3 separate regions of the Zea mays genome follow, and regions 1 and 2 are each linked to region 3. A link is a contact called in public Hi-C data. All regions are on one chromosome and are shown on one strand. The core of a region is the stretch at or near the end of the contact, and the rest is flanking DNA. Distances in the headings are between cores, read along the strand shown. Region 1 holds the start of LOC100280919 (nuclear transcription factor Y subunit A-3). Region 2 holds the start of LOC103633409. Region 3 holds the start of LOC103633411 (pectinesterase QRT1).

Region 1 (3,326 bases), core at 96-2,595, 170 kb before region 3:
CTCACATTGTTGTACGATAGGATATCCAATGACACACTTTATATGTTTAATGCCTTATGCGGTTATGCCCTTATGAATATCCATGAAGACGTTACAGACTTCTCTGAGTGCCATATCAACTGCGTGTCAAATGCATTCTGTCTTAGTCGCCCTTTCTTCAACATAATGCAACTCCTATCCGATGCCTTACTGGTGCATTCGGTGCTGCTAACTATAATTCTATTATCAAATGAACCTCGATCTAGTTCCAAACGCCATAATTTTATTATCAAATGAAACTTGATATAGTTTCCTTATATATAGTAAGACCAACATAGAGCTCTAATAGAGATGTCTTTAAGTGGACGGAAACATCTTCTGGTCAGTTCACGGTGCAATCAATGTATCAGGCTCTCATTGATAACGGTCAAATGTTTAATCACAAGCTGATTTGGAAACTAAATTTACCCCTAAAGATTAAAATCTTTCTGTGGTATTTGGTTAAAGGGATTATTCTAACTAAAGATAACCTCATCAAAAGAAATTGGAATGAGAACAAAAAATGTGGGTTTTGTAATACTGATGAGTCCACCCGCCGCTCCGTCAAGTCAAGATCGGAAAGCGCGCACGTCGTCGTGCTCCTGCTGGTTCCTCTGTGTAACATCCCAAAATTTCAACCCGAGGTTTGGAACCCTAATCTCCTAACCCCTCCTCTTTTTTTATCTCACCCAAAATTTCCCCCCTAGTCATCTCATCATATGCATACATTTGATTGTTAGAAGCACCTCACATAGACTATTATTTTTCTAGCACCCAAGATTATTTAGTTATTTATTTGTTCAAAAGAAAAGGAGATAAAAGAAATATAAATAGAAAATAGAAATAAGAAATAGAAAAAGAAAAGAAAAGAGGGTTTGAGACCGTTTAAGGGCGTGTTCTGTTACACCACATCAATCTAGAGGGGGATTGTAGAGGTTTAAATCCCCTCCTAGTCATTTTGACTAGGAGGAGATTTAAATCCCTCCAATCCTCTCGTGGATTGGCCTAACCGAACAAGGATTGCGGCCGGCGAGGATCACCCACCAAACAGCTCATGAGAATCGATGATTCCTTTCACCGCTGGAGATACAGCGATCGCGAGATTGAACAGCCCTCGCGTTTTCCGTGCCACAAGGTGGAGGCTGAGGTCGCCACTCGCCACATTGCACGTAGCGGTGACGAATGCCGCGGTCCCAAACAGAACCCATGAAAACATAGCAAGTCTGGTTCTTGGTGCACCTACCAATATTCAAGGCGGGGGTGACTGACGTGTGAGCACCGAGCAGCGGAGAGGAGGGCGAAACATTTTTTTGTTTGTACAGTAGGCGCATAGCCGCATATATTTGGCAGCAGGAGCGGCCTCTCACTTGCTTCGACGTATTTCTCTATCTATCGATACGGTTCAAGGGACCGAAGAAGGTAGAGAGAGAAACTTGAAGGGGAGAGGAAGGAGATACAGGTACACTCCTCCTGATCCCTCTAATAATGAGTCCTCGATTGGTCAGTTCTGTTCTTGAGTTCACTGTCGCTTCAGAATGGATGGCTCCTCTGCTCTCCGCTGCCAGAGTGGCATCGTGCTCGCTCTGCTGGGTTGCCAATTCGCCATGCCTTAGCGGCTTAGCCTATAGCCTTGCACTGCGGTTTGATTCGGTTCATCTTTTTCTTCAATCTTGTCACTCACAAGGCTTTCCCCCTCTGGTTTTCTTGATTTTCCGCTTGGAAATTTGCCATGCCTTAGCCTTGCACTGCGGTTTGATTTGGTTTTCTTGGCCATGCTTGCTTGGATAAGCTTTGGCTTCAGGCTTCAGCCTAGCTCGCATTGCACGATGTGTTTGTTGTTCCTAGAATCCGAGCGCAAGTTCTGTGAGCTGACCACTATTTCGTGGGTTGCCTGGGGTGGCGCGTTGATGTTTTTGGCAGTTGGGGTGGATGGGAATCTGCAATCCCTTTTCTATTCTATCTAGGATTAGATGACTTGAATCTAAGTTTGTGTAGATTGTGTTGATTTCTTAATTCAATTATAGATGTGCGATAAGAGTCATCTTGAGGGTATGAATATGCATGTGAGAACTTCAGGGGAGTGTCGACTGTCGAGCCAGGTTTCTGAGTGCGTAATAAACTTCTGAACAGCTGAAGCATCTTTCCTACGAGGACCTACTCGGAACTGACAACTCACAGGCACAAAATTAGTGATATACAGTGCTGATCCACTCTCGGTATAAAACAAAGATTTTCTAGAGTATTTTCCACTGTCCAAACATCTGAGATGGAAAAAAAACCTGGCTGATGATGTTAATGAGATAATCCACTGAAAGCAAATACCACTTAGCACTGCAATAGATGTAAAGCTGTAACTGATAAAGTAGGGTCGCAATCCAATACGCATACGCTTGTCCTTTAGCTTGTTATTGTCAACTCGGCTAATTCAACGCTGACTACTTGCCGCACAGGTTCATGTTCATTTAGGTGTCAGTTCATCTGATTTCTCAGAAGCAAAATGTTGTTTGGAGCTCAGTGACACCATTTTGTAATGCATGTGCCTTTTACGGGAAATGGAGGATCATTATGTCCATCCCAAGTCTAAGTCTAACCATGTAAGTGTTGGTAATTATGATGTAAACCTTTGTCTGCTTGCCATACCACAGATAATTAGCTCATTAGCTAGACTATATGTATAGGGCTCCTTGTCAGGAAATGGTTATGAGATGAAAAATCCAGGCCATGAAGTTTGTGATAGGGATTCATCATCAGAGTCTGATCGATCTCACCCAGAAGCATCAGCAGTGAGTGAAAGCAGTCTAGATGAACACACATCAACTCAATCAGGTAATTATTTATCTCCAACCACATTATCAATTATCATTATTTCTTTATCTTTTCTTTTGCGCCATCGACATTGGGATACAGCTTGATTTAAAGTTTACTTCACAAGAAATCTTATGAACTGATGAATTCTGAGTTGAATATGTTCAGATGCCTTACTTTACTTGCTCTGTTATGCTATAGTGCCAGTATCCATAAGTTCTACTATGAGTTCATGCAGTTTTACATGGATGTTTTCATATTCTTGTATGTGCACCTTCATTCATAGCCAGATATTCTTTATATGGACTCAAATTATAATTGGGCGCATCGAAATTTAGTCACTTCGATGTGGATGTTCCTGTATTTTTTTTGAATAAAAAATTTCTTTGCTCCTGTTACCAGCTTCACAGACCCCTTAATTTGCTTTTTGAGAAATCTCCGATTATCTTATTTATTTATTGGCCTTTGAAACAATATTCCTCACTAACATACAATAAGGTTTA
Region 2 (3,761 bases), core at 531-3,030, 170 kb after region 3:
TAAAATGTAATAGATTATTTCCCAGACCTTCATCGGAAATATGTACAGAGCACACGCCATCAAGTCTTGGGAAAGACATTCAAGAACAGGAATATTGTAACATAGAGACTTTCCACTTGATGTAGAAGTTGCAACGACAATGTGCCTTCCAGAAATAGAGGATGTTATGGCTTGAGACTGCACTCAAATAAATAAACAACATAAGACAATGACCTAATTAAATATGCACAAAATATGACACAGCATGGCATACCTGGTGGCTATACAGTCTAGATATTCCAATACTCTTCAGCGCTTCTCTCATAGCTTCTGAAAGATTACAAGGAAGTTCTGTAAATGATGCCTCTCTAGATGATATCTCTTGGATATGTACGATCTGCACATACAAATTGCAATATTAAAATGCTATTGCTTTGTTTGCAGTATAAATTTCAGAAAGTTATATAAGTGAAAACCTGCCCCTCCTTTCCAAGTCCTTGTTTCAGATGTTCAACCATTTCAGCAGGTTTCAAAGGTTGCATATCCTGCATTGCAACCACATAATATCAAAAGGCTATCCAGCTTCTAAGGGAAAAATATGTATGGCAAGTCAATATGTATGCCATATGCGTATTGCATTTTTCTTGGGCAATAAACACTAATCTGTCATTTGGGTTTCTTCTCCAGGTGATGAAAATTAAGATGAAATTGACAATGGCTGATAGAAAAAAAAAAGAGGTGATACATACATGACATAACATAGCAGCAGATTTGGCCACCCCACTTTTCTTGCTTATGTTGTGTTTCTCAGCTGTACCATTTGCTTCAGACGAGGACACCATTTGTGGGGAACCATTTCCGTTTTCCTTGCATGTTTTCCTCCTTTTCCTTGATGACCCACTTGTCGAAATTTGACCCGCTTTCATATCCTCCGTAAATCTCCCAGAGCACGGGTCACATGAGGAGTAAAAATCTTTGGAAGCAGCATCAGACTGTGGGCTGGCTGGCATTGCTGAGAGGTCATCCATAATGTCTTGCCAAGCTGAATTAGCCGCAGAAGACACTTCTGGTTGTTTTGGTGGACAGTGGCCCTGATCTTGACTTGCTGTGCTAACTGAAAAATGCTGCTGTGGCGTCCTTGTGAAGGGTACGAGAACAATGAAGTCCCCATCGCCGATAGCAAGGCTGCCAATCTCAGCGTCTAAACGCAATTTAGCACCCTTCAGCACATGAGGAAAAATTTCAGCACGAGAAAGGTGCTACTGTATTTAACTAGTGTCGATAGTGAAGCTGCAACCGCTAATCTAATAACCCAATGAGGAATCAATGCCAATATGCCATGATGAAGCGACACAGTCTTGGCACACGCCGGAAAGCTAGAGGCCGGTAGGCTGTTGCGCGGCACCTTCAGGAAGAGGTGGAAGCTGGGGGAGACTTGCGCGGGCAAGAAGGACGTCCGGAGCGCGGCCTTGAGGTCCCGGACGGAGGCGCCAAGGGGCAGCTTGACGACCGTGGATCGCCCGTCGAGGGCCCGGACCTGGACCTCACTCCACTCCTGCTCCGCCGTCATCAACAAATGCGGTTAGGAGGTGGAGGAGCCGGAGCGTAGGACTGCGGCTCGGGAGATTGGCAGATTGCGGCCGGTGACTGGTTTTGGCGCGTGCCTAAGCGAAGAGGTGGGGCGGACGTGCCGACGCGGCGGTGGCGGCGATTGCGCGCCGTTTCACTCTCCTCGCCCCGTCCGGTCCCGTGCTTCGGGCCCTGGTGGGTTGGACAGAAATGGCAGGAGGGCTTGATTATGTGCGTGCTATCTGATGTGGGCCGCTGCCGTCCTCTTGTCTGGCAGAGCCCAGCTTCAAAGCATGGATCACCTCAGAAATTGCAACGTGCCTCACAGCCCTCACTGCACCCGTAGGCCCTAGGTTTCGTCTCTTGTCGTTTTGTTTAAATACTCTATTATTTACTTCAATCCATATGTATTAAGATGGATTAAAGTGTAAATTAGTTTAATTTACACCTTAATCAACTTCAATACATATGGATTAGAGTGAATACTAGAGTACCCAAACAATGTCGGCCAATGTTCTAGAACAACATTTTGTGTTCCGATCAGTGAGGTCAGTCATCCTCTATTGTTATATATTATTATTGCTTGTGGTTTATTAATCTGTCATAATTAAATAGATTTGACTAGACTATTCTGCTAGTAAAGATTTAGCATGCCTTGTTATGTCATGAATTAATATTACATCACAATTTGACATATGCTTCGGTTAGTGGATGTTTAGGGTTTATGATTAAATGGTTGATAAGTAAGCACATGAATTATATTGAATTAGAATTAAAATTTATATATGCAAAAGCTTAAGGAATATAATAATGTCAAACTGATGTGTGGTGGGGTATTGATTGGGGTATAAAGTTTATATGCATGTGGCCGGTATACAGAGGTCGATGCTTTTTTTAGATAAAATGGTAGATGGAAGACTGTTTTTCTGTACGGAGTACCTGCATCCATCCAGAATCCTCTCTCACCCACTTCTCTTCATTCTTCTATTCTGGATCTACCAATCATGAGAAAGCTATTTATTGAACCTCATTTTCCAAACAAGGACAAATCGCAACTCTCATTTTCAAGTCGCAACCAACACAATTTCATAGAAACAAAATTTGAAACTCCACAACAAAATTTCATAGAAACAAATTCAGTTTATGACAAGTCAAGGTAAATGGTGATTTTTGGATCATCATGATATAACTTCCTTTTCTTGACATGAAATGAGTACTAAACTGAACTTGAACGCCTCTTTTACTAAACTGAACTGAAAATACAAGTTTATCTAACATATTTTCCATAAAAAAGTTTTGATAGAACCGACTGTATTGAACCGTGAAAGAAATGTTGCAGACCGCCGAAAAAGGATGCCTATGTAAGTTATATACGAATAGTTACACGAAATGAAGCCTATCAATTTGGTGCACTGAAGCATTTCCACTGTGAATAACTGTGTAGTTCTAATACTTGGTCAATATCATTTTTCTATAATTAATTGTCTTTATTGAATTTAATGTTGTCTTATACCAAATGTACATACTTCAAGTGTACTTAGGACCAAATTCTTGGTAGAGTTGATGAACACAAGGAGAATGAATGTAATGACAATATTACAGAAGAAATACAAAAGATTATTAAGCACATCAGTGTTTAGTTGCAAATAATATGAAGTACGGGAATACAACATATGTGATGTTATTTGCAAATACTCGAGTTTAGGATAAGAAACAAAAGTTTAGAATTTTGGCTCTCACTTATTATTCTCGTCCTTTTGGTATGAATTTTAATGTATGTTCAATTTGTTACCATTACAATCCTCACGATGCACAAACATTGTACTCACTTTTTAGACTTTGTTTGTGTGGTTTTCACATTGTATTGTAAATTGATTTTTGTATTAGTTTAATTCTTCATTCGTTGTTGCCAGATAGTTTATAAGATTGAGATCGATAATATTATGTATTATTTGTTTTTATGTAATCATTGTGCACTGATATTTTGTATGCCGTTGTAACGCACAAACACTTGACTAGTATTCATTAAAACCACACTTCATTCCACACTTTCATGTACTTGATAAAAAAACACAAAGCAAAGATGATGCTAGTTAGATGTTTTTTGTAGCTTTGAATTATAGTATGCAATATAATTTTACTTTTATTATGAACATTAGATAGTGAACTGAACTTACGAACTCTATATATAGCTGATTATACACTTTTTTCTT
Region 3 (3,404 bases), core at 815-3,314:
TAAATTTTTTTGGATAACCCGACCGCCCATGTTTAGACGAGGTGCATGGTGCCGAACAGGTCAGACCTAAATGCCAGGTACGGTGTCGGCGTCTAGGTTATCACGGATATATGCTCTTTCCATTAGCAGTTGAGGCATAGAGAACCTGTAGATCCCATCTCTCTTCTCAAAAGCAGACCACATTGCGGGGGACCACAAGGCTTCGGCATGCCAAGATCTCCTGGACCTCCAGCGCCACCTTCAAGGGCAACGTATCCGACGACGCGTGGGACGGTGGGAGACTGGGAGGACAGCAAGTCCAAGCGGCTAGGATATGGTCCGGTGGGTCGACGACGGGATGTACACCGGTAGCATGTTCGAGGAGGCTGGTGTCGTGCACGTGGATACCCTCTGTCTGTTGGCCCCGCCGGCGCCGTGCCATGCGGCCTCATCACGTCGCTGCTCCAGGAGTAGGAGGTGTGCGAGGGGTGGCGGCGTCGCACCAGGTCCTCTCGTGCGAGCTTGGGCTCCGCAGGCGACGGCGTGGGGTAGCCGCGAACAAGGTGGAGATCCACGGGCGACCGCAAACATCGCCTCCGCGCTGGATAAGGACCAGCAGAGTGTGTTCGGGATTGACAGTGTGGATCCGACCACTGATTCCCCTTTCTTCTCCGAGGAAAAGATCAAGAACTGTGGATTTAATCTAATTAGAAAGACATACCGATCAATTGTGTATAGGAATCGAAAGCTGTTGCATAATACAGTTCGACTAGGCCTGAGAACCTATCAGCTTGACGGAGAGTGATATAGATATAATCTCACAGCAATGTCGAGGTAGAGCGTGCTGATAGCATGTTGAGGACTATGTTACCACCAGTCTGCTCCTTTCCCTCCCATCAGCCCATCAGTTGTTCAGGCGTAGAGAAGTTGTAAATCACATATTTTTTTAGAGCACGACAAAGAACACACGAGGCACAAGGATGTAGGATTAAGCCTCTGATCTCTTTTTTCTTCTTCTTCTCTATTATAAAAAGATACATGTTCTTTATATAGATGAAGTGAGAACTCTCCGGAGCAAAGTCCATATTTACCGTCATAACCCTAAATAGGGTTTCTTAACATCTCCAACGGTCCAACCACTCCATGGGCCGAAATGGGCATGAAGCTCTTCAGGGCCCAACGAACACGGACCGCGCAAAACTGCGACTCTGCAAGCCCGCGAGCTTTCTTGTCCTGAAAAAAAAAACCCCAGAAAAACTGCAACCCTTTGTTCTTCGTTGAGGCACGAGTAGCTCGCTGACCAAACCACCAGGGTAAGGTGAGGACTGCAACCCCGTTTTCTGATGCTACCATCGCACTAGCTACAGAAATCGGACCCTGAGACGGTGCACAGACGCTGACTCCATTTCCTAAAAATTAACGAGCACGTCCAGACGACGACCACCACATATAATCGTCAAATTAAAGAAGCCCAACCGTATTGACCAACTGACGGAGATCACGAGAGCTGTTAGGTCCGCGCCATGATGCGCCTCCGCCTAATCCACTCAGGAGGAGCCGGCACTGACGCTGATTCTATACGTAGATCACCATTTTCTGAACCGTCGAGAGGGGGGGCATGGAACGCAGCTAACCATCAACGGCACCGCCCACGGAGAGACAAAAAAACAATAGCCGCGGCGGAGCAGGGTGTCTGCGTGTGGGCGACTGCGAAGAGGCGAACGCCTTCAGCTCCACGTCTGCTATCCAACCGCTCTGAACCAAACAATCGCTAACCACCACCATCCGGCATTCCTATTTCCTCATCTGGCCTGCAGCAAAATCTAACAAAAAAAAATGCTCGTCTCCATGAGTGCCGAGCACGGCCTTCTATACCCCGCTAGCTGCACGGGAAACGTCGCAAACTGGCACGGGAAACCAGCCAGCTAGCTAGCTAGCAGCAGCAGCACCCTCTCTCGTGTCGTCTATACGGAACTACGTGCACGCGAAGTGTCAGTTGCCGTTGCGAAGTGTCTGCTAGCTAGCGAAGCCGTGCACACAACACCACGGCACGGCACGGCCTTCCGCCCTGAATCCTGCGCTCCAGCGCGCCGAGGCCGAACCGACGTGCCTTGCTAATTTCCTGCGTTCGGGCCGGTAGCGCTAGACGAGCAGGCGGCGGGCGCGGCCCTCGTATTCAATTCCGTCACCACTTTCTCCTCACGCCTTCAACGTCTCGCATCCCATCCCATTCCGTCCCGTCCTCCCCCATTCCATCGTAGTACCACCGCCGGTCGTCACCCACATCTCAAGCTTCGTCTCATGTCATGCAACGCAGCGTGCTATAATACGGCGCCACACAATCACAGCCCCGGCCGGTCGGCTCGCGCTACCCCTATATATCGTCCTCATTCTCATTCCCTGACCACTGAGTCACTGACCACCTCCCTCCCCGGCCGGCCATCTCTCCCGAGCTAAACTGTGGCAGGCAGCTAGCTGTTACGAGCTAGCTCCGCGCGCGCTAGGCGGCGTCACGTACGTGCTGTGATCAACTGTCTAGTTCTCCACTCGACGCGGACACCCTGACCCGCGCGCGCGCCGTGGCCATGGTCGCCGCCGCCGGGCGCAGGCGGCGCCGCTGCGCGGCCGCCATCCTCCTGGTCCTGCCCGTCGTCGCCGTCCTCGCGTCGTCGTCCGCGGCGGCGGACGGGTCGTTCATAACGTGGGACGACCTCAGCACGCCGTCCGCCGCCGCCGTGCAGGGCGGCGTGAAGGCGGCCAGCGGGGGAGGCGCCCGCGAGCTGGACACGATCGTGGTGGCGCAGGACGGGACGGGGCACTCGCGCACCGTGCAGGGCGCCGTCGACATGGTGCCCGCCGGAAACAGCCGCCGCGTCAAGATCCTCGTCAGGCCCGGCGTGTACAGGTGCGTCGCGTTGCCTGCCTGGCTGATCGCCCGCCGCGCCGCGCTGCTTGCTATGCCCTCTCCACTACCCGGCCGCCTAGCTCTCTTCTCTTGTACTGGTAACTGCCTCGGCGTTAATGGGGTGTATTAAGTGATCACGACGACGTGTGTGTTCGATCGTGTCTCTCTCCTTGGACTCGTCTTATTAGCTGCAGACTTTCTCGTTCTGTTTGCTACCAGTAGCAGTTTTCCATTTCCCCTGTCAGGGTTTGATAAAACTTGGAAGCATCAACGGCGGCGGGTGGGTGCAGGGAGAAGGTGACGGTGCCGATCACGAAGCCGTTCGTGTCGCTCATAGGCATGGGCAGCGGCCGCACGGTGATCACGTGGAACGCCAGGGCGTCGGACATGGACCGCTCCGGCCACCAGGTCGGCACCTTCTACTCCGCCTCCGTCGCCGTCGAGGCCGACTACTTCTGCGCCAGCCACATCACCTTCGAGGTACGTACGTACGTACGTACATGCACGTCGCGCTCTCTGC

Evidence for each region. A called contact is a pair of places that touch in the nucleus more often than the background predicts.
Region 1: a contact with region 3 is called in a Hi-C map of root tip, with 3 times the contacts expected there. The contact joins the promoter of LOC100280919 here to the promoter of LOC103633411 in region 3. A contact is called at or near these places in 6 of 25 Hi-C or Micro-C datasets (bundle sheath, ear, leaf and 2 more) and 1 of 3 datasets of contacts at active chromatin or transcription factors (seedling).
Region 2: a contact with region 3 is called in a Hi-C map of leaf, with 4 times the contacts expected there. The contact joins the promoter of LOC103633409 here to the promoter of LOC103633411 in region 3. A contact is called at or near these places in 2 of 25 Hi-C or Micro-C datasets (leaf and tassel).

The regions. Positions count from the first base shown.
Region 1 is chr7:174,114,863-174,118,188 of Zm-B73-REFERENCE-NAM-5.0, reverse strand. LOC100280919 (nuclear transcription factor Y subunit A-3) reads left to right here and starts at 1,345. Exons shown (of 7, transcript NM_001153839.2): 1 at 1,345-1,477; 2 at 2,469-2,612; 3 at 2,697-2,844. The coding sequence starts at 2,553.
Region 2 is chr7:173,768,627-173,772,387 of Zm-B73-REFERENCE-NAM-5.0, reverse strand. It overlaps LOC103633409, which reads right to left and starts at 1,780. Exons shown (of 23, transcript XM_008655111.4): 1 at 1,385-1,780; 2 at 729-1,199; 3 at 456-524; 4 at 254-376; 5 at 28-177. The coding sequence starts at 1,549.
Region 3 is chr7:173,941,504-173,944,907 of Zm-B73-REFERENCE-NAM-5.0, reverse strand. LOC103633411 (pectinesterase QRT1) reads left to right here and starts at 2,064. Exons shown (of 5, transcript XM_008655112.4): 1 at 2,064-2,884; 2 at 3,175-3,364. The coding sequence starts at 2,565.